Linked DNA regions of Mus musculus: regions 2, 3 and 4 are each linked to region 1. The links are chromatin contacts, called in public HiChIP or PLAC-seq and promoter capture Hi-C maps. All regions are on one chromosome and are shown on one strand. The core of a region is the stretch at or near the end of the contact, and the rest is flanking DNA. Distances in the headings are between cores, read along the strand shown. Region 1 holds the start of Agtrap (angiotensin II, type I receptor-associated protein). Region 2 overlaps Mtor (mechanistic target of rapamycin kinase). Region 3 holds the start of Angptl7 (angiopoietin-like 7). Region 4 holds the start of Mtor (mechanistic target of rapamycin kinase).

The links. Promoter capture Hi-C pulls out the DNA fragments that hold promoters and counts their contacts. HiChIP or PLAC-seq counts read pairs in DNA pulled down with a chosen protein or histone mark.
Region 2: an H3K27ac HiChIP or PLAC-seq map of large pre-B cells shows a contact between it and region 1, with 2.5 times the contacts expected there. The contact joins the enhancer-like site here to the promoter of Agtrap in region 1. A contact is called at or near these places in 4 of 39 promoter capture datasets (the C10 cell line, the HPC-7 cell line and neural stem cells) and 2 of 115 datasets of contacts at active chromatin or transcription factors (embryonic stem cells and large pre-B cells).
Region 3: a contact with region 1 is called in a promoter capture Hi-C map of the HPC-7 cell line. The contact joins the promoter of Angptl7 here to the promoter of Agtrap in region 1. A contact is called at or near these places in 4 of 39 promoter capture datasets (the HPC-7 cell line, cranial neural crest and liver), 1 of 115 datasets of contacts at active chromatin or transcription factors (bone marrow-derived dendritic cells) and 1 of 9 other capture datasets (pancreatic islet).
Region 4: an H3K4me3 HiChIP or PLAC-seq map of neural tube shows a contact between it and region 1, with 6 times the contacts expected there. The contact joins the promoter of Mtor here to the promoter of Agtrap in region 1. A contact is called at or near these places in 20 of 39 promoter capture datasets (the 3T3-L1 cell line, 3T3-L1-derived adipocytes, the C10 cell line and 14 more), 5 of 484 Hi-C or Micro-C datasets (B cells, the Ba/F3 cell line, erythroblasts and 2 more), 23 of 115 datasets of contacts at active chromatin or transcription factors (the 230-238 cell line, the SCID.adh cell line, bone marrow-derived dendritic cells and 15 more) and 3 of 9 other capture datasets (adipose tissue, macrophages and pancreatic islet).

The regions. Positions count from the first base shown.
Region 1 is chr4:148,085,582-148,090,986 of GRCm38.p6, reverse strand. It overlaps Agtrap (angiotensin II, type I receptor-associated protein), which reads left to right and starts at 2,923. Exons shown (of 5, transcript NM_009642.5): 1 at 2,923-3,070. The coding sequence starts at 3,044.
Region 2 is chr4:148,469,429-148,474,513 of GRCm38.p6, reverse strand. Mtor (mechanistic target of rapamycin kinase) reads right to left here. Exons shown (of 58, transcript NM_020009.2): 16 at 5,055-5,085; 17 at 4,158-4,292; 18 at 3,813-3,942; 19 at 2,350-2,600. Among named protein-coding and RNA genes, the nearest start is that of Mtor, 23 kb to the right of the region's middle. Within about 2 kb of position 3,078, at least 39 of the 459 cell types and tissues checked have an H3K27ac peak or open chromatin away from gene starts, as enhancers often do.
Region 3 is chr4:148,498,890-148,504,303 of GRCm38.p6, reverse strand. Angptl7 (angiopoietin-like 7) reads left to right here and starts at 3,842. Exons shown (of 5, transcript NM_001039554.3): 1 at 3,842-4,363. The coding sequence starts at 4,015. The region is part of intron 28 of Mtor (mechanistic target of rapamycin kinase); the gene reads right to left.
Region 4 is chr4:148,446,146-148,451,421 of GRCm38.p6, reverse strand. Mtor (mechanistic target of rapamycin kinase) reads right to left here and starts at 2,840. Exons shown (of 58, transcript NM_020009.2): 1 at 2,735-2,840.

The DNA of each region.
Region 1 (5,405 bases), core at 1,674-4,173:
CAGTCAGCTATTGGATGGATCACATGGCCCCCAATGGAGGAGCTAGAGAAGGTACCCAAGGAGCTAAACGGATCTGCAACCCTATAGGTAGAACAACATTATGAACTAACCAGTACCCTGGAGCTCTTGACTCTAGCTGCATATGTATCAAAAGATGGCCTAGTCGGCCATCACTGGAAAGAGAGGCCCATTGGACTTGCAAACTTTATCTGCCTCAGTATAGGAGAATGCCAGGGCCAAAAAGTGGGAGTGGGTGGGTAGGGGAGTGGATGGGAGGGTATGGGGGACTTTTGGGATAGCATTGGAAATGTAAATGAGGAAAATACCTAATAAGAATTATAAAGAAGGGGCTGGCGAGATGGCTCAGTGGGTAAGAGCACCTGACTGCTCTTCCGAAGGTCCAGAGTTCAAATCCCAGCAACCACATGGTGGCTCACAACCATCCGTAACGAGATCTGACTCCCTCTTCTGGAGTGTCTGAAGACAGCTACAGTGTACTTGCATATGATCAATAAATAAATATTTTAAAAAAAAGAATTATAAAGAAAATGGAAAAAAAACAAAACAAAAACAAAAACAAACGGTACAGAGGGCTGGAGAGATGCTTCAGCAATTAAGAATACTTACTGCTCTTGCAGAGGACCTGGGTTTAGTTCCCAGCATCCATATGGTGGCTCACAGCCACCTGCAACTCCAATTCCAAAGGATCAGTGCCTCTTCTGACCGCTGCAGACTCCTATATATGCATGTGCACATAAACACATACACACACACACACACACACACACACACACACACACACACACACACACACCAGAGTTAAATACATAAATATTTCACAAAGCCCAGGCTAAAGGGCCAGGGAGATGGCTATGTGGTTAAAGGCACTTGCCACACCAGCCTGTCGACTGGCCTTTGATTCCCAGGACCCATGTAAGACATCAGATGTGGTAGTGTGCATCTGTAATCCCAGCACTCCTACAGAAACTGGGAGATGGAGATTGGAGGATCACTCAGATTCTAACCTGGTGTGTTCAAAATGGTAGAAACAAGAAGAGACCTTCGCTCAAAAACAAGGTAGAAAAGTGAAGATCAACTCAAGGAAGTTGGTCCTCTTCCACATAGGGGCATGGAATGTATGCCTACATATCAACATACAAACTAAAGAAACATGATTAAGAAATAAACATCACAGGATATATTGCCATACAGGTATGGAAACAACTTGCTACTGTATATAATTTTTATAACAGTTAAATAAACTTATGCAATAAACCATAATTAGACCCAGGTAAAGGCACATGCCTGCTATCCCAGCCCTTGGGAGGATAGAACAGGAAACTCTCAAGTTCAAGGCCAGCCTGGACATCACAGAAATACTCTGCCTAGAAACAAAATCAGAATAGCTGTCCATTACAATGGCAGACTTGTAGTTCGCCTTCCTTGGGGACTGAGGGTTGTGCCTTCAAATGGGCTATTAAATTAGGTCTGCCCCGCCCCAACTTCTCTCATCTTCCCAGAAGAAAAGTCCTATCTGGGGATCTGTGACCTAGATGTCATCTTGTGTCCACTCAGGGGGTCTCATGGGTTCCCATATGGCTTCTATTCTTCTGGAGTCACACCCACCAGCCCAGGCTGGGCAGCTCCCGCCTCCTGAGAGCTCTCAGCATGTCTGAAGGCTCAGCAGGGGAGACTTCCTGTTAATTGTCCTGACTGAATGTCTTCCAACTTTTGCTATGTTGGGCAAGTGGACTCCAAGTGGCTGGCTCCTCATATATTGGTGGTACTAGAGCTTGTGTGCATCAGCCACTGACACCCGGCACAGCTCTGATCATTTGGAACTTTACCTAGGCTATGCTGGTACTGTAAACAGATGCTGGTAAACAGATGCTATAACACTGAGCCCTGACCCCCTCATTTTTGGACAAAGTCTCACTGTTGCCCAGGTTGGCTTTAAACTGCTGGGCTCTAGAGTCCTCCAGCCTCTCCTTCCCTTGTGGTGGGGGCTATTCAGCCATCAGCTGGAAAGCCCCTTTCTTGACTTCAGGTCCTGTCTCCCTTTCCTTACCCTGGCTTCAGAACCCAGGATGGAAGGAGAACCATCCACACTCTCGCCTCCCCACTCATGTTGTGGCATGCATCCACCCACCCCACTAAGTAGATCAATAAGACATAAACACGGTCTTACTTTATAAGCCAGGCAGGCTTTGATATCATTATATCTTTGCCTCGACTTCCCCTTCCTTCCTTTCTTTTTAATGTATTCTATGAAATTCTCTTGAAATCCAATAAGCTTGGAAGGAAAATTTAATACAGTAAGAACAGAGCTTCGATTTTTTTTTCAGATTTATTTATTTTTGTCTTGTGTATACGAATGTCTCACCTGCCTGTGTGTGTATATGCACTTGTGTCTGGAGCCTGCGGAGGACAAAAGAGGGTGGTTGTATCACAAGTACATGATTGTGAGCCGGCATGTGGGTTCTGGGAACCCAAGCCTAGAAAAAGTAGTAACATGTGCTCTTAATCACGGAATCCTCTCCAACCCTCACTTTTTATCTTTATGGACATGAATTCATTCACTGATCCTCACAAAGATGATGAGGTAGGCACTGTTCTAATTCTTGTGCAAGGGAAGTAAGAGAGGAGAGAGGATGTTCTGGGCAGACACCAACTGTTACCACACCCGCAGTTTCTGCCCGCTTGCCCCAGGCTCCTCTGGCTGTAGGTCGTCCCACCACCTCACCTCGATCCCACTTAGGCAGCCCGTTGAGCCCCTAGGCTGCAGAAATCCCGACCTCCTGGCTTGAAGCACAGGAGCTGGTAGAGGCCTAGGCAGTAGTAGTAGCAGGAGCCTGAGCCTAGCAGCAAGAGCAGCTGCCTGACGCCGTCTCCTAGCAACCGGCTGCAGTCACGTGGCCGCGCGAGTTGGCCTCCCGCCGTTGGAACTGGCGCAACGCGACGGGCGGGGCCAGGAAGTTTGTTCCCGAGTTCGGAGCCCAGGAGTCCCCGCGGCCGTCGCTCAGGTGCCCTCCGCCGGGTCGGGATGGAGCTGCCTGCCGTGAACTTGAAGGTGGCCGCGCGGCCGGGGCGGGCGGGGGTCCAGGAACCTGGGGAACGGAGTCGGAGCAGAAGGGAAGGTCCAGAGCCCCGGGGAGGAGGCGGCGGACACGGAGAGGGACACCTGGGGACAGAGACGGACAGGGCCGCCCCTCCCGGACAGACCCAGGCTGGCACGGGCACCGGACCGCCCGGGCCTGCGCTCCTGGTGTCCCCCACAGCAGGACAGGGACATCTATCCTTCTGAGAGGTCAGTGCAGTTCGGGGGGGGGGGTCTGTCTGAGTGCTGGCTCAAGTTAGGAGAAATCCGCTGTCCCCAAACAATTGCTTCTCCCTAATTTCCACATGCAGCGTCCTTATTTCATAATTAAGAAGCAGGAACTTAAGAGGTTTCCTAAAATCAAAAACCCCAGAGGCTACTTTGAGCTCCGGGCAGCGGGGCTGCGTAGGATGTCTTCATTTCCTAAGTTCTTTTTCTCTCTCAGCCCTCCTCATTTGCAACAGAGGTGCTGGCCACTTAGCTTCGGCCAGAACCGTGTGGACCTGGAAGTAAACCGGCCATCTTGGGCCTTTGGTGCCAGCTCCGTGAAACCCTAAGACTCCCAGGTGTTAAGCCATTTAGCACCCTTTGGTGTCTGAGAGGAAAGGGCCGGAAGATAGAGGTGCTTTGGAGCAGTTGTGTGATTTCATATGGGCTGGGCTGTGACTTGCTCTGGCCGGTTTCCCATTCCTAAACTGCTGGCTAGCAGCAGGAGGGAGATTGGAGCAAAGGAATGGGCTTGAGCGATCCATTATCTAGGGACAGAATTACAGGCAGGACTTGGAGGCAGTCTGGAGGTCAGGCTCTGCCTTATTCTGCTGGAATAATTACGAGGACAGCACAAGTCTCAATGGTAGAACATTTGAGTAGCCCACCCCAGGCCTGGGGTTCCATCCCAGGACCACACACTAACAAATAATAATAAAACGCAGGAACAGGTGAGAAAAATGTGATGTTTATGGGCTGATATGTTTTATTCATTTGAGTCAGGGTCTCGTGTACTAACTTACTGTGTAGCCTTGAACTTACTGTGTACCTGAGGATTGCCACAAACTTCTGATCCTCCTGCCTCCACCTCTCCAGTGCCAGGATTACACAGTAGTGGCGATGAAACCCAGGGCTTCCTGCAGGATAAGGAAACACTCCACCAACCGAGCCGTATCCCCAACCTGTGTTGCTTGTTTTTCTTAGTCTCCGTCCTCCGCTGAAAAAGCTGAAGCTGTACTCTGTCGTTTTTGTTTAGAGTTGGGGGACTTGCTATCTAGCTCTGGCTGGCCTGGAACTCACTATAGAAATCAGGCTGTCTTTGAATTGACAAGAGATCTGCTTGCTTTTGCCTCCTGAGTGCTAGGATTAAAGGTGTGCACCACCATACCTGACCTAGAGAAGCCGTGTTCTTTTATCGGGGTGCAAACTTCAGCTTAGATCATACGAGGAAATTGTCCGAGTCTCCCAAGAAATAAGTGGTACAGTCAGGATTCGAACCCCCAAAGACTCAGCTCCAGTGGTTTGCATTTCCTGGTATTGTTGCTTTGGGCTAACTTTGGTTTTGATGGCCTACATCGTCTTTTAGAACCTGATAGGTACAGTGTATCCATCACAAATGTAAGATAGCAGGCTTTCCAGCCCAGCATACAAACACTAGGCCCTCCACTGAGATCATGTGTGCTTTGCAGGCTTTGAAGGGCAGTGCCCAGGCTAGGGGTTGTGAAGTAACACCCAGTCACTTTTGGGCTTCGCATCAAGGACAAAGTCGTACCATGTGTCTCAGGATTGGGGACACACTGAATCATTCACAATCTGAAATTCAGAATGAGGCTGGGTGTTGTGTTATTTTGTCTGCAAGATCTGGTGTCCCTATGGGAGGCAGCTGGGACACCATTGGCTGCCCCTTTCAGTCCACCCTCTCTGTCTTTTAAAAAGACACCAGCTCTTCTCAGCACTTGGCCCAGGCTCTGTGAAAGAAGTCGGGTCCCTAACTGGGCTTCTTGCTTGTCTTAAGCAGGAGCTAAACTGAAGCAGCTCAGGTTGGACTAGACTTGTGAAGCCCTGGGAGGAGCAGTGGGGGGGGGGGGGCAGCGATGCGGCCTGCTGTGTTTGAGTGTTTGACACACTTCTACCACAGAGTCCCTGCTGCGCTGAAGAGCAGGTGGCCGTTGTATGTATGGAGACTTGCCCAAGTTTATGTGTTAAGATCTGTTCCATGGTCTGACTCCAAAGTCTGCCAGAGGACCTGCCTCTCCTCCTGGGTAGCCCTTGAATTTAGCTGTCCTGGGGGCATCCTACTGCCTTGTCTAATAGGCCGCCA
Region 2 (5,085 bases), core at 1,829-4,328, 380 kb before region 1:
GTGAGATTAAAAAAAGCAAGATATAAGACAGAAATACAACAGAAGTGGCTATCTAAAACAAAACAAAACAAAACAACTAAGGCCAATCTCTGGCAAGAAATGGAGACATAAATAAGACAAGAGCATTCTCACAATGACAATGCTCCCATTTATATAGAGCCAGTGCTCCACAGAAAAGGCTGAAGCTGTTGTAAGACCCCTTGACAAGAATGAGAAAAAAGCTAAATAAATCTTGTGTCTGTAGTTTCCAAACTACAGATAAAGTCTATTTCATGTAAAAATTCTAAATTTAATATTAGATACTGTATTGATAAGCTAAAAAAACCTGTCAGCCGGGCGGTGGTGGCGCACGCCTTTAATCACAGCACTTGGGAGGCAGAGGCAGGCGGATTTCTGAGTTCAAGGCCAGCCTGGTCTACAAAGTGAGTTCCAGGACTGTCAGGGCTACACAGAGAAACCCTGTCTCGAAAAAATCAAAACACCAAAAACAAACAAACAAACAAAAAACAACCTGTCATAACCAGAGTGGCTGTGTTTCGACATTAGAACTTATTTCAACACAATGAAACAAGACATTAAAGGAGAAAAAAAAATCCTGGATGATTATTAAAACAAAGGAAAGGCATTTGGTAAATCTAGTATCAACTCATGATTAAAAAGAAAAGAACTCTTTTAATAATTGAAGACTGTAAGGGAATGTTTAAAAACTGTAAAAAACATTAACCCAAACCCTCCAACAGTAGCGGCTCTAACTAGCGGTAAAACGGAGACAGCAGCTAAAGTCAGCAGGAAGAGAGCCCTGAGCAAAGGTCTGCAGCCTCCCCTGCTGAAGCAGCACTGCAGTGGAGACCCAGAGGCACTCAAAGCAGTAATGAATGATTTACAGTTTACAAAGAAAAACATCCAAGCTCCCTTTATTTTCAGAGCATGTAATTGTCTAGAATCAAAGTCTGGGAGTGTTTGTAGCGAATGGAGTGAAGAATCTAACGAGGCTGACAACTGTTAAGAACAAAGCACAAAAGTGGACTGAAAGCCAGGCATGGTGGCACAGAACTCAAGTCACAGTACCTGGGTGGCTAGGAAGATTCCCTCAAGCCCAGGAATTTGAGACCAGCCTGGGCAACACAGAGAGATCCTGTCCCAAAAAGGGATTAAAAAACAAAAACAAAAACAAAAAACCATTCTATACTTCAGCCACAAAGTCAGGAAGCAGTTTATAAAATGTTACTACCTACCTCTAAGTATGTCACTGAGGGAAAGATAATGAATTTAAGCATAGTCTTCCAAGCAGAGCGCAGCCTGTATACCCTCAGGGTCATTCTAAGACTAGTAAGGACTGTGTGCTGCCTTGAACCCCTAGAGTGAGGTGTGTTGTTGGTACACACACCATGCATGCATGGGTACAGACGCCACGAACCACTCTTTATATCACAGAACTACATAGTCACGATGCAGCCACCAGCTTAGCACCTGACAAGGATTACGGAGGAATTCTAAAAGCCACTGGGTGAAAGGTAGCTGGGGAATAGCATGGTCACTCTCCAGAGTGACCTCACAGACTTCCCATCAGTGACAAAGCAAGAAGGCAAGCCTTGCCCAGGAGAGGGCTCGCTCCCAGATACTGATCACATGCTCCAATTCAGAACCAACAATAATAGGACAGGCTGGTACCATTCGACCTAGTAAGGATTATGCGTGTTCATCTACATAGTACTGTCACTAAAAATGGCTGATTCTGCCTTGCCTTCCTCAGCTACCACAGAGGCTAAAGCAAGAGGACTCCACGTTTGAGGCTGATCTGGGCTCAGAGCTCAAAGCCAGCTGACAGAATTTACTGAGATCTTCTCTCAGAATAAAAGGGCAAGGGATACAGTCAGAGGGCAGAGTCCTTGCCTAGCAAGTCAGAGGCCTTGAGTTCAAACAAAAGCAGTTTGGGGCTGGAAAGATGGCTTAGTAGATAAGAGCACACCTTTGCCAAAGTACCCCATCAGCTCACAACAGCCTGTAACTGCAGTTTCAGGGGCCCCAATGCCCTGGTCTCTATGGGCACATGTACACACCTCCACACCCACACCTACATATAATTAAAATTTATAAAAATAGACCTTAAAAACATACAAACAACAACAAAACTCAGCCTGATTTAAATCTAGCCATCTACAGTACTGAGAACAATGCTGTCTCTTCCCACTGGACTATTCATCTTCTAGTTATCCAGTGGGATGGAGTAGAACTGGACAGACCCAGCTCCACACTTAGGTGCCAGAGGCCAAGGGAGGAGAGGCAGTGCTCTCGGTGCAGGCCAAGTGTGTTGCCGAGCAGGCGAGCAGGGAAGGGCTGAGTACTTACTTCCCGGATGGCCCCATCACAGACTCGGATGACATTAAGGAATGTGGGCATGACCTGGGGCAGGAACTGCACACACTTGAGCCCCAGGGACTTGAAGATGAAGGTGATGGCCTGCACCACCATGGTGTGGTGGTGAGAGAGGGATTGATCTCGGAAGATCCGCATCAAGGCCACCATGGACACAGCGGGGTAGAACTCGTCCAGGGGCAGGTTTCCCATGTTGACCAGCATTTCACTGGTGCTGTAGTCAGCTAGGACAAGGTGACAGAGAGAGTCGTAAGTATTGGTGGCGGGCCTCCGATGTGAGGCAAAGCATGGCTAGTAGCAAACAAAGCCCCTTCAGAGGCCTCAGCATGCATGTGTTCTCCTGCATGTTCTGACAGTGCTGTGAACGCCGAGCGCAGGGCTATTAGGAAGCGGTGAATAGGCTCCCCTGTCAGGAGCAGAGCTCATCCGAGCTTTTCTACTACCCAAAGCACCAAAGCCTGAAACAGTGCATGATGGGTTTTCTCTAAATTCCTAGGTTTAACGTAGCTTCTCAGCGTCACAGTTCACAACCTCAGAGCTGGAACCATCAATAAAAATAACTACTCCTCCAAATGAAAGGAAAGGGAAGTAAATTAGGCAAACATCTGTTGCACAGATGGCTAGTCCCACAGGGACTACAGACATGTTAGCAGGCATATGCCATACCCTGAACAGCAAGGACTCTGTCCTGGCCATGGTGCCATGCAGTGAGGAGGTGAGATGCAGGGGATGAGAGACAGGACGTCAGGCGCTGCTGAGGAACACGAGTAACTGGCCTGGGCTCTGCTCTTCACGGTCAGGGAGCAAAGGGGAGCCACACAGTACACTCCCTTACCCCAGATGGGAGAAGGAAATAAATGGAGAAAACCAAACAACCAGCCTAAAGAGCTTATAGGGAACAAACAGTTTCATTGTTGTAAAATCATATTCTGCTACAGCATTGAGGAGACCATTGTTGAACCTTCAATTTCATCAACAGGCTTTCCCCAGTAGATGGTGGGCTAGAAACTCATATTCTACCCTCGTTCCCAAACGCTCGGGTCCTTGTCAAAAGGCAATGGGTCTCTATTGTCAGACTAGATGCAAAAAGAAGGGGCCCAGGTCTTGTGGGGCTACTGGTCTTTCTATGTCCTGATTTCATTCAAATGAAACAGAGAAAACAAGAGCTATCCTCCCCCTTCATGAGGGCCCAGGAATAAAAGAAGAAGAAAAAAAAAAAAAAGAAGCACTAACAAAAGACGACACAGACGACAGCGGTCAAAAGTAACCCAGACTTAGCCTGTTAACCCTGACAAAGACCCTGGGCAGAGACAGGACTGGTTAGACGCAGGGACTACAGGCTCTTCATTCACAAGTTGCCAAGAGATTCAGTACCTATCAGTTCCCTGACCAAGGTTGTTCCTACCATGGACAGGAGGACGTGAGTCCTAACTTACAGGAATCCTGACTTGACTTGGACTCTGACAGGCTGACAGCGGAAGCGTCCCGGGACTGGTCGATCATGCCGATGTTCACTTTGTGCTTGTAGGGATCCAAAGCCCCAAGGAGCCCCAACACTCGGATAGCCTGAGCAGGCAAGGGAAGACAACAATAAGCACTTACCCCAACATCCGATTAAAGAGGATTTGAGGTACAACTCTCCTGTCCTACACACCACACCTCCCACATAAACTATCATCTCATCAACAGAGCAGAGACAGACAGGACGCCCTCCCAGTGTGGGCTGGGTTACTGCCATCATGTCCTCAAGTCTTTGCAGAGCAGGTGGCCGTGCTGTGTACCTCTCTCCGAGTGCCCTGGTTCTGCTCCGTCTTCAGGAAATTCAGCAGCACTTCAAGCAAAGTGGGGTACTTCCTGTAGGGCTCCACCACATAGCCAGTGCTGGCCACCAACTGTCCCAGGGTCCACAAAGCCACCTGAATCAACAAAAGGCCACATGCTTATTGAACCAGTACAAAAAAAAAAAGAAAGCACAGGCATTCTCTTTGTACTGAGAGGGAACTGAGATGTCAGGACCAATGAGAAGACCGTTAAGTCACTAACCATGCATGGAATCCTAGAGTCAGGGCATACTAACAGCTGGTCAAGCATGAGCCTACAGTCACTGCATCAAAGGTGAAGAATAGAGCGGGAGTCATGGCTTCCAATGTACTCTCCGTACCAGGGAGGCTCAAGTTGGAGGACAGCCTTTGGTTCAGGGCCAGTTCTAACTACACAGTAAGTAACTTGACTTACTTATTGACTACAGAGTAAGATGTTGCCACAAAAATCAAAGAAAAAAACCATACAGAATATTCCCACATTTCTCAGAGGAAATGTGGTTCTTTTGTATCCTGAATGACTAACAGGAGCTGCGGAAGGAAGCTAAGACTATTCTCCGCTTTGGACTACTTCTCTAGTAACCCCCAGTGGCTGGAGAACGAGGGGAAGCTGTCTGCCTCCACAAGCAGTGTCCAAGCCTGCTTCCTCCCCCAGGAGCTGGGGCTCGACAAGCAGAGTGCATTTCCCTCTATGCAGAGGAAAGGGCGACGCTCAGCCCGGATCTGAGCTGCACAGGAGGACAGCCAAAGCTTGTTCCGAGATTCTGTCCTCTTTCCCCATTCAAAGAAAATGTCTGCCAAGCTCTGCAAAGACCTGGCTAGGGCCACTGTGGTGCCCCCTGGTCCTGTGGCACTCACCTGCCTTTTGGCCAGCAGGGAGGAGTCCTGC
Region 3 (5,414 bases), core at 2,593-5,092, 410 kb before region 1:
CAGGCAGCTTCTACATATACCTTCTGTAAAAGCAATGTGGGCGTTAGGGACAGGGCCACATTGTAGGAATACTGATGCCCTTCTGAGGTCAGAGGAAAGAAGGTTTTTTTTTTTTTTGATAAGGAGGAAGCTTAGGATAGAGAGGTGGCACACCATACCTGGATAGCAAGACTCACAGGCAGTGAAATGTCCCAAAGCATTTTGGAGACACCAGTGGTGTCACCCCTCCAGTATTCCAAGGCCATGGAGGTAAACACCAGAGAGAGGACGTAAGACCCAGAACAGGAATTAGAGGAAGCACGTGTCCCCGAGAGTCCCACCTCCATCTGACAAGTTCCAGTAAGGTATTCCACCTTGGGCTTCCTGCTAAGTGCCAGATGCAGCTACCATAGCAGATAGACAGACAAGGCCTGTCCTTCACAGAGCTTACAGCAGACAGGAAAACGGCAAACCAAAGAAAAGGCATGGTGATGGAGACAGGGGAAAGGAGAACGACCGACGGCTGCCAGGCTGGGAGGCAGGGATCACCCCCATGAGATGCCGCCTCCACTCAGGCTCGTCCCTGCGTTGTATATGCACCATCTACTTTTAAACACCTTTCTAGAAGAGGGAGATAGGAAAGAATGTCCCTAAGTGCACAGGTAGATGGGACTTCCACTAGACCAAGAAACCACAGGGCAGTGCACTGTCGCTCCCAGGTGCTTCCTACTGCACATCCCACTCCTCAGGGCAACTGTCACCGACTTCTAGCACACATCTCAGGGCAACTGTCACCGACTTCTAGCACAGCTTGCTGCTCTGTTTTTTTAAAAAAGACTTATTTTTATTTTATATGTATGTATTTGTCTGCAGAGATATCTGTGCACATTCATATACCTACTGAAGTCAGATGAGGGCACTGGAGCCTCTGGAACTGGGGCCGTGAACCACCATATGGATGCTGGGAATCAAACCCTGGTCCTCTGCAAGAGCAGCAAGTGCTGTTAGCCCCCGAGCTGTCTCCCCAGCACTTTGCTTGTTAGTTTCTGAATGCTATGTGAGCACTCCACAGTATGTTTGGTCAGACTCACCACGCTGATATATGTATGTCACGGCAGTTTTTCCTTCCTACTGTGGGACAGCTATTTCATTGGTGAGGCAGTACAGTTTGCCATGAGACAAACTGCTGACGGATGTTTGAACAGATTTCAGTGCCTGGTTACTGTGAGTGGCCTTTCTATGAACACCCCTGAATGCGTCTTTCAGAGTACACGTGCTTGCAGGTCACAGGCTGTGCTCAGCTCTGTGAGACATACTGCTGGTTTTACTGTTTATGGTTTCCTCAGTAGTACAAGAAAACCCAGAAAACTCAGGCAATCTATTTTCCTGTTAAAATGTGATATTTTCAGCTTTTCCACCCCTGCTCTTCTGGCTGGTATGTAGTGGTGCCTTGTTATGGTTGAAATGTGAGTTTCCATGCTGATTCATGAGATGGCAGAGCTTGCACATGTTTATGCACCTTTCAGATCTCCTCCATCATGAACCCTAGCTTGCTCCCATGCTCTGCTGGGTGGGGACATCTTTATTCCCACTGGACCCGGTATATACAAGAGCACACACTGCAAACACTGCCTGACTTCATACTCCTTTTCAGGGCTGTAGGCTGAAAAGAAATGACTACTTTCTTACTTTTTTTTTTTTTTTTTCGAGACAGGGTTTCTCTTTATAACTCTGGCTGTCCTGGAACTCACTTTGTAGACCAGCTGGCCTCGAACTCAGAAATCTGCCTGCCACTGCCTCCCGAGTGCTGGGATTAAAGGCATGTGCCACTACGCCCGGCGCTATTTCTTCTTTTTAAACATATGAGTGTTCTGTCTGTATGTACACCTGCATGTCAGAAGAGAGGATCAGGTTCCTTTATAAATGGTTGTGAACTACCATGTGGTTGCTGGGATTTGAACTCTGGATCGTCAGAAGAGCAGTCAGTGCTCTTAGCTGCTGCACAGTCTCTCCAGCTCTTCCGTTTCTTTCTACCATGCAGCTCTTGCCATGCTTCTACTTGCTGTGTAGTTCAGGTGGTCAAACCCTTACAATTCTCTTGCCTCTGCCTCATTAGGAGAGTGCCACCACAGCTGGCCTGCACACCTTCACGTTTTCCCTGATGTTGCCAGTTTTGGTGTCTGGCTTATCTCATGATGCTGAAGGTAATCCCCTACACCAGTGTGTTGTGACTTTGCCTTCTACCTCCAGAATTTAAATGCAGAATTGAGATTTTATGTATGGTGTGATGTGAAGATCAAAATGCGAATGCTTTCTGCTTGAATATTAAGCAGCTGGCTTACTGTGCTCACTGCAAAGGTTGACCTGGCCCTGGTGCTCACTCTCCTCTGCACTAAGACACTGTAGTTCCAGGGCAGGAGGGTCAGCTAGGATGCTACTTATATGATCATTTGGGACATGACTTAAATACAGCCTCACTGGATAGATATGACATTACCTTAAAGAGCTCCACAGAGTTTAGCAGACTCTGATGCTGAACACTAATAAACTCCACAGAACCAACAAAGGCTCTACAGCCCTGCTAAACTAGCTATTCCCTGAGAAAACTAAGAAAGAGCAGGGACTAGCACAGTGCCATCACCCAGTCAGATACTCTGAGAAGGTAGCTAAGAAGATGTTAGTAACAACCTGGTGCCCAAGGAGGCAAAAAAGACAGGAGTGAGAGGAAACAGACAGTCGTCTGTCTGAGCACCCAATGCTTATATTCAGAAATGGGTCCCTGCTAAGTAACTCCAGCTGTCTGAGCAGAAATCACTTTCCGAGGAGCCAGAAACCCATCTGGGAAAGACTCTGAGGGATCAGGGTAGGCAAAGCTGTAGGACCCACACTATAAAGTCAGACAGAGCTCCTGCCATAAGGACAGAGGGACCTTTGTACAGTTATAGGGAAAGTTCCATCTTTTACATGATTTCAGAAGAGCAGTGCCCTTCAATTAAAGGTATGAAAGCTGCCATCACCCCGTTTTCTCAGACACTGTGTACGTAGGTATAGGGGCCAGCATCAAGCTGCAAACCACGCTGCAGGCACAGAGGGAATCGAGCCTTCTGATCTGCATGTACTAGGGAATCTTCTCTCTGAGTCTGAGCCTTGGGTAAAGGTCAGGCCCACTCACTGCTGCCCAGACAGAACCTGACAGAAGTGTGGATGACCAACCCCAGACCACGCCTGGCATGGCTGAGACTTTCTCTCTGCCCCAAACTATGACAACTCCTTGTAAATGTTGAAAGATCGTTTTAGAAGGAGAATGTGTAAAGAGGAAGACAGCCCCACAGATGCAAACCACCTGACGCCCAAGGATCAGGTTCAACAGGATTTTGAAGAACACCGAATGATGGCCAGACAAAGCCCTGTTAAGACTCATCTCAGCCCAGATAAACCAGGACCTGGAGTAAACAGCATGCATTACCTTAGCCAGCCTCCCTGGCTCAGCAGTCTCCAGTCCAACTCTTTCTTGCTACCTCACCCTCAATCTGTGTTATATAACCTTCAGACAGGAGTTGGGAAAGTCTTCCACTCTGCCTGTCTGCTGATAGAGCTGAGCCAGTGGCTGGCAGGCCATAATCTAATAGGCGCAACTGGAAACAAGTTCACAGCTCCTGTCTGAGCCCAGAGACTGTACAGACGAGGAAACAAACACTGCCCTGTCCCCCTCCTCCTCTCCTCTGGCCTAGGTTTACGCTGACTTCACTCAACAGGCACCTGACCCTCCCAGATGAGGTGGGAGGGGCTTTAGCACACAGGGCCCTCGTAGGGGTGGAGGTACAGCAGCAACAATATTTAAGATGCTGCCTTGGTGGGGTATTCAGACTAAGGAAGGAAAGAGTTCCATTTCAGAATCTCTAGCTTTAAGAAAGGCTAAGCAAGCACACAGAGGAAGGAGATCACGGGGAAGGAAGAAAACTGCCAGTGTGGGTCAGAGAAAGAAGCTTCCTACTTCTCCAGGGACAGACTCTAAGGGGAACAGGCCTGCACACCATGCTGAGGGAGACCTGGCTATGTGTTATCCTTGTAGCCTTTGTCAGCCACCCAGTGTGGCTGCAGAAGCCTCATAAACGCAAGACACAGCTCAAAGCAGCGGGCTGCTGTGAGGAGATGAGGGAGCTCAAAGCCCAGGTGGCCAACCTCAGCAGTCTGCTGGGAGAGCTGAGCAGGAAGCAGGAGAGCGACTGGGTCAGTGTGGTCATGCAGGTGATGGAGCTGGAGAGCAGCAGCAAGCACATGGAGTCTCGGCTCAGCACTGCCGAGAGCAAGTACTCTGAGATGAACAACCAGATTGACATCATGCAGCTGCAGGCTGCGCAGACCGTCACGCAGACCTCGGCAGGTAAGTGCTGCCTCCACACTCCTCACCGTGCGCCTGCTCAAGGTCTCCTGGCCCCAGCTCTGCTTCTGGATAGCCTGCTCAACAACTTCGGGGGCTTTTGGGAATGTACGATCTATGATTGCACAAGCTTTGGGCTAGTGATATCCTGCGAGTTTAGCCAGGACATTTGAAGAAAACCTTTGTATTCAACAAAGGACAGACTCCTCGTGTTCTTCAATTCTGATCTTCTTTCTCCCATGGTGGCTAATAAAATTCTTCCAAATAATAGAGAGAACAAGTAAATGTAATGCTGAAGTGCTGACCTTTTAGTGGCTGAAAATAAGGAAGGCACACGCAGTGAGTTATTTGAGAAAAAAACATTCAGTTGTTGGTTAACTTGGCACAGATGAGCTAATAAATGAATCGCTGCTCAGATGAAGATCTAATTTTCTGAGGTTACTGGAAAACATTTGGAGTAAGTATATTTTATAGATGAAGCATTTCTTACTAATGCTTACTGCACAATAAACCAAGTCAAGAAGACATGATTAGCTTCTTGTGAGTAAGACCTTGGCTATCATTGGTTCAGACAAAGAAAAAGTTTTGCTGAAAGTTAAGCCTGAAAAGTCTGTTAGCTAATTAAACAAAAACAAATGATTTCAGAGCTTGGGCCTCCTGACCCTCAGTTTGAAAACAGAAAGTTAGGGGTTCTCATTTACCAAAAGGAGGGAGAGAGAGAGAGTGTGTGTGTTCATTTGTTCTGTGAGATGGAACTGGTCATGTTGGCCAGGCCAGATGCACGCAGGGCTGACTGTACCACTTCTTGCTCCTAGAAGTCGGCTGGGAGGAAGGGCAGGTATCCTCATTCCTCCCCCCCCCCCCCCCCCCCAGCACGCTCTGCAGAGGAAATAGGCACTTTGGCATCTCCCACTTTCATCTATGCTCCCTAAGTCTCCAGCCAAGGGGCACCAAGGAAAAAGTCTCAAGACATGCAGAAGTGTCTTGGGGCAACAGCCACAGAGTCTGCTAAAAACAGCTGCTTCTTTGAAGCCCCAGGACAGAGCCTCAAGGC
Region 4 (5,276 bases), core at 1,591-4,090, 360 kb before region 1:
TTTAAACTTACATTTATTTATGTACACACACACATACACACACATACCACAGCATATGTGAGGTGAGAGGACAACTTGCAGGAGTTGTCTCTTTATGTGGATCCCAGAGATAAAACTCAGGCTGTCAACCCTGGCAGCAAGCACCTTTGTCTACTTAGCCATTTTGCTGGCCCCTTTAAAAATCTTTTTCTTTCATTTTTTTCAGCCAGTCTTCTATTCATAGCATGACCCTGAACTCACGCCACAGTTGACGGCCTGGAACCACCAAGCTAGGAGTCGAAGGGTGCTGAGATTCCAAGCTGGGCTCTGCATGCTGCAAGCATTCTACCGAGACGGAACACCGTCCCCAGCCCCATCCTTCAATACTCTATAAACTCTGTTAGTAAATTCCTCTGTGGCCTTCCTAACACGGATTTCCACTCATTTATGCCAGGCTTGGGACTCCAGAGACTACCTGGGCTTAAATCCTGAGGCAAAGTCACCTTCCTTAAGGGGGACACTTAAGACTCCTCAATTTCCATGGCACCTCAGTAGAAGAGCCTAACTCGTGGGATAAGGTGAGGATTTACACATTTAAAAGTGTTTCTGGGAGTGCAACACACAGCTCTTCTTCGCTTTTATAACTATTGTAGATGTGGTCTAAAGTCAGGAGTAGGGCAGAAGAGAGAGAACTAAAACTAAGGTTTCTCCTTTCCTCAGACTGTCATTTGCAGGAGTGTATGGAGTCTACAGCAGTCTGGCCCAACAGAAATATAATACAAGTCACGTGAGTCATTTTATGTTATTTTATTTTATTTATGCATGACTATCTGAGTGTATGCCACATATGTGCAGAAGCCTGCAAAGGTCAGAAGAGGACATTGGAGTCCCTGGAGCAGGAGTTGCAGGCAGTTGAGAGTGGCCTGACAACTGGGGTCCACTGGATGAACAACAAGTGCTCTTAGGTGCTGAGATATTGCCAGCCCTCCATGTAATTTTAAATGAAACAGGTGAAACTCACAGGGCGTACTCGATCCAATAATTCAAAAACTCATTTTGAGACCGAGTTTCCAAAATCTCGCATTCAACTATCCCGATCTGGATCGGTCATACCTCAGCAGCTACATGTGGCTACAGGCTGTTGTATGGATGGCATAGTGCAGCTGTGCAGGGTACTAGCATGGCTAGCTCGTCTCATCCATGGATTCTGAACCTGGAGAGTCTACCAAGGATGGACAGAATATCCTAGGGTGTGGGTGGGAGGGATGCCTCAGTGGGAAAGGGAGCTTGCTGCTAAATCTGATGACTGAGTTCGATCTCTGGGACCAACAAGGTAAAGGAGAGAACTCCTATAATTTGTCCTGACATCAACGTGCACACCACTGCATGCACGGCACCTCCCACCCCCCATCAATAAATAGTGCTCTTGTCATTATTTGCTACATGGTAGAGTATAACAACCATTCATAGTGTATGGTACAGTATAACAACCATTCATAGTGTATGGTACAGTATAACAACCATTCATAGTGTATGGTACAGTATAACAACCATTCATAGTGTTTGAAGGTAAAAGCAAGGGAGGTGTGATTTAAAGCATACAAAAGGTTATATACAAGTACTGCACCATTTCATAGGACGAACAGGCATTCACTGGGTTGGGAAGGCAGTTCTAGAAACAAATACATACATACACACACACACACCATAGGAAATAGCAACACACTCAAATGGTGAGCTCAACACTATCACTCATTTTTCAACTATGTGATGTTTGTTCCCTCAATAAGTTTACCATCCAGGGGACCCCAATAAAGTGGCCATTAAAAAGGGGCTAGCCCACTATGCCATGGCAGTAACTAACATATACACCTATCCTGCCAGAGTATACTAAAAAACAAAAACAATTCCCGAAGCACTCTGGCTTTGAAAGAATCTGTGAGACACAGCCTAACATGCACAGAACCCCTTGTTCAATCCCCACCACCTCATAACCAAGGCACGATGCCACACATCTTTAAGCCCAGCACTGAGGGAGAGGCAAGAAATTCAAGGTCATGCCGGGGTTAGGGATAAACACAAAACATAAGGAGTAAAATAGTCTTGAAAGGCTTTCAAACGCTACACTACAGGGGGAATAAAATACTATAAAAGGAACTGGGCCGTTTTAGAGCGGAAGAAACCACTACTGAGCGTGTAAGCACACGAGGCAGCGGGAAGGAGACCGACTTGGACTTTCTATTCTCATCACGTCAGTAATTAGACAGTCACTTGAAGGTTTACCCACAAGCCAGCTGCCCCAGGCTGGATTCAAAGTAACTATTTGAGTCACAAATCCCAAAGGTTGTGAGAATGCCTTAGGGGAATTCGAGTTGAAAGGTTGAAACGTGAAGGGAGGGCGTGACCCTGAGGCTGACCCTGCGTGGGCGCGGAGGTCTGGGTTCCTGGCAGGTCTCCATGGTGAAGTGTAGGGGGCAGATCCCGAAACTGGAGCTCCTGGGGACAGGCTCCACCGTCAGTAGGTGGGTCTGGAGTTCCAGGTCCTGAGCCCGAGAAGGAGACCTAAATGCTCCACGGAAGGCCCGGAGCAGATCCGCCAGCCTGCGGGGGTCTCCCCGAGGGCGCGGAGCTGGTGCTGGGGCGCTGTACGGTTCAGACAGGCGGCTTCCCGGGCCTCCCCCAGCACGGCCCACACTGGCTGGGAGTCTGGCCGTCCCGCCAGCCGCAAGCGCCCGACTCCAGGCCCCAGACTCACCGCGCGGCTTCGGCCACCGCCTCAGCTGCCGCCGCCGGAGCCGGTACCGCCGCTTCAGGCCCCCAGCCTCAACACCCGCCTTCCCCGCTGTCTTCTAGGCCAGGGAGGTGGGGAGGGCGGGCTCGTAAGCGCTACAACCAATCAGCGGGCCGAGCTCGAAGATGGGGAGGAACATCCACCAATAATCATGAAGAATTGGAGCTTCGGGACCGGCTTCTCGAGGGCGGGGATTGTTCAAATAGACAAAACGAGCAACCAGTGGCAAGCAAAAGGAGGCGAAGGACTATTCCGAAGAGCCAATCAGTCGTGAGTTGACTTCGGTCACTTCCACGAACACTTCCGGTACGTCGCTACTACAAGTCCCCTCCACACACGCTGTGACCGTGTGGAGCCACGGTTTGGTACCCTAAGGACCTGTTGAAAGAACTGGGGCAGAGGTTAGGGATCGTGCTCGGGATGCTGAGAAGGGGCCGAGTGTCCGACGCTCTCGAATCACTGCAGAAGACATATCTTGGAAATCGGTTCACTGAGGAACTCTTGCTTTCTCGTTTGTAAAACTGAATATGCATTTGCAAGGGTTTTTTTGTTTTTGTTTTTGTTTTTTTTTATTCTCACTGTCCCCAAATTGCCTTACTTGTGAGCTCATTCTCAGGATAAGATGATCACCGAACTACTTTAAATACAAGATTTTAAAGAAAAATCCTTAAAAATTTTTTTTTATTTTTCAAACGGGCAATAGCCGGAGCTAGGGATGTAAACCAGTCGATAAGAGTGTTTGCCCACCCCGGCGTGGTGGTGCACGCCTTTAATCCCAGCACTTGGGAGGTAGAGGCAGGTGGATTTCTGAGTTCGAGGCCAGCCTAGTCTACAGAGTGAGTTCCAGGACAGCCAGGACTACACAGAGAAACCCTGTCTCGAAAAACCAAAAATAAAGAGTGTTTGCCCGATAGGCATGAAAGTCGTGGGTTCAATTCCCAGCACTGTGTAAAGTGCATGCCTGTCTTCCCAGAACTCTGGTGGTGGAGGTTTAGAGGGTCAGAAATTCAAGGTTGAACTAGGGAGATTTCTCAGTGTTTAAGGCCCTTCCAGAGAACCTGCTCCAATATATAAAAATGTATCATTAAAATTTTTCATATGAAATTTATGCAGATCTTTTGTTTAAATCTTTATTTTTTTATCAGTGTTGTAATACACACTGAAAATTCCTAAATAGCTTGAATTAGGAATTTGAGTGAACTATTAAACACATTAATATTAAAAGAAACATGTGAAGCTATTAGTAATGATAATGCAGATAAATATTTGCTAGTAAGGTAAAGATTTCCAATTAGTTGAAAGCGTTAAATGTTTTTAAGTTAAAAAACAAATTAAAAACACACCAAAGTACAAGTTATACTACAATACAACCCTTTATAAAGCATTGATAACACTTCCTAGATACTAATTTGGGGAAATGCCAACTAAAATGTAATGAGATTTGGGGAAGACACACTTTCTTTAGACTGTGCCACCAATTATTTGTATATTGAAAAGAACTGTTGAAGAAATAAAGCTTTCAGAAAATCTACATGCCAGGCAAGTGTTAATGCGTGGCCCAGGAACCAAACTGGCAGGTGACCTAAATCCTTTGTCTTGTCACTTTTGGTTAAGGTAATTAAGGAAATAAGGTGTTCCTCTAAGTTGGCTGTTCTTCACTATGTCTAACTTTTATTTTTTATTTTTAAGACAGTGCCTTGCTGTACATCCCTGGATGGCCTAAAACTTGCTATGTAGAGTTCCAGGTGAGACTGGCTTTCAAGGGAATGAAACGGGTGCAGCAAAGAAACCAAAATAGCTGCTCCATAGGTGAAAAAAGAAAAAGTTTATTTCCAACTGCCAAGGCTGTCTCGGGAAAGCAGAGAGAAGCTATGGGGGTGGGGCGGGCTGGGTCGGGCTGGGTCGATGGATGGTCTCTATGATCTGGATGGATGCTATCTGTGATGGGGAAGAATGGACCTCCAGGGTTACATGGGACTGTGTACCTGGGGGAAAAGGAGCCCTTGAGCTGCCATGGAGACTCTTGAGTAGGGTCTGAGGGAGTCTAGAGGCTAACTTCTCACCTTAGTCATATGTTAATGGAAGCCCTCAGATTTATAAGAATGACCCCTTTTAGCAATTAGGAACTATGTCTTCAAGCTCCTGGAGGAATGCTGGGTTTTGTCTAAATGCCAGACAAAAGACATAAAAGGAATTTCTTAGGGCCTCCTATTTGTGACCTGTCTCTGACTCCCACCCCCCACCATGCCCCTTCTTCCACTGCTGGGATTACCAAGTGTTCACCTCCTTGCCCAGCCTCAACTTGTTTTTTCACTGTTTGTTTTGTTTCCGGTGTTTTGAGATAGGGCCTCACTATGTAAACTGGACAGTCCCTCAACTGTCCTGGAACTCACTATGTAAACCAGACTGGCCTTGAACTGACCGATCCTCTTGCCTCTGGAGTGTTAGACTAAAAGGCATGTGCCACCTTGCCTGGCCTAACATCTGTGTGGGTTTTTTGTGGTTT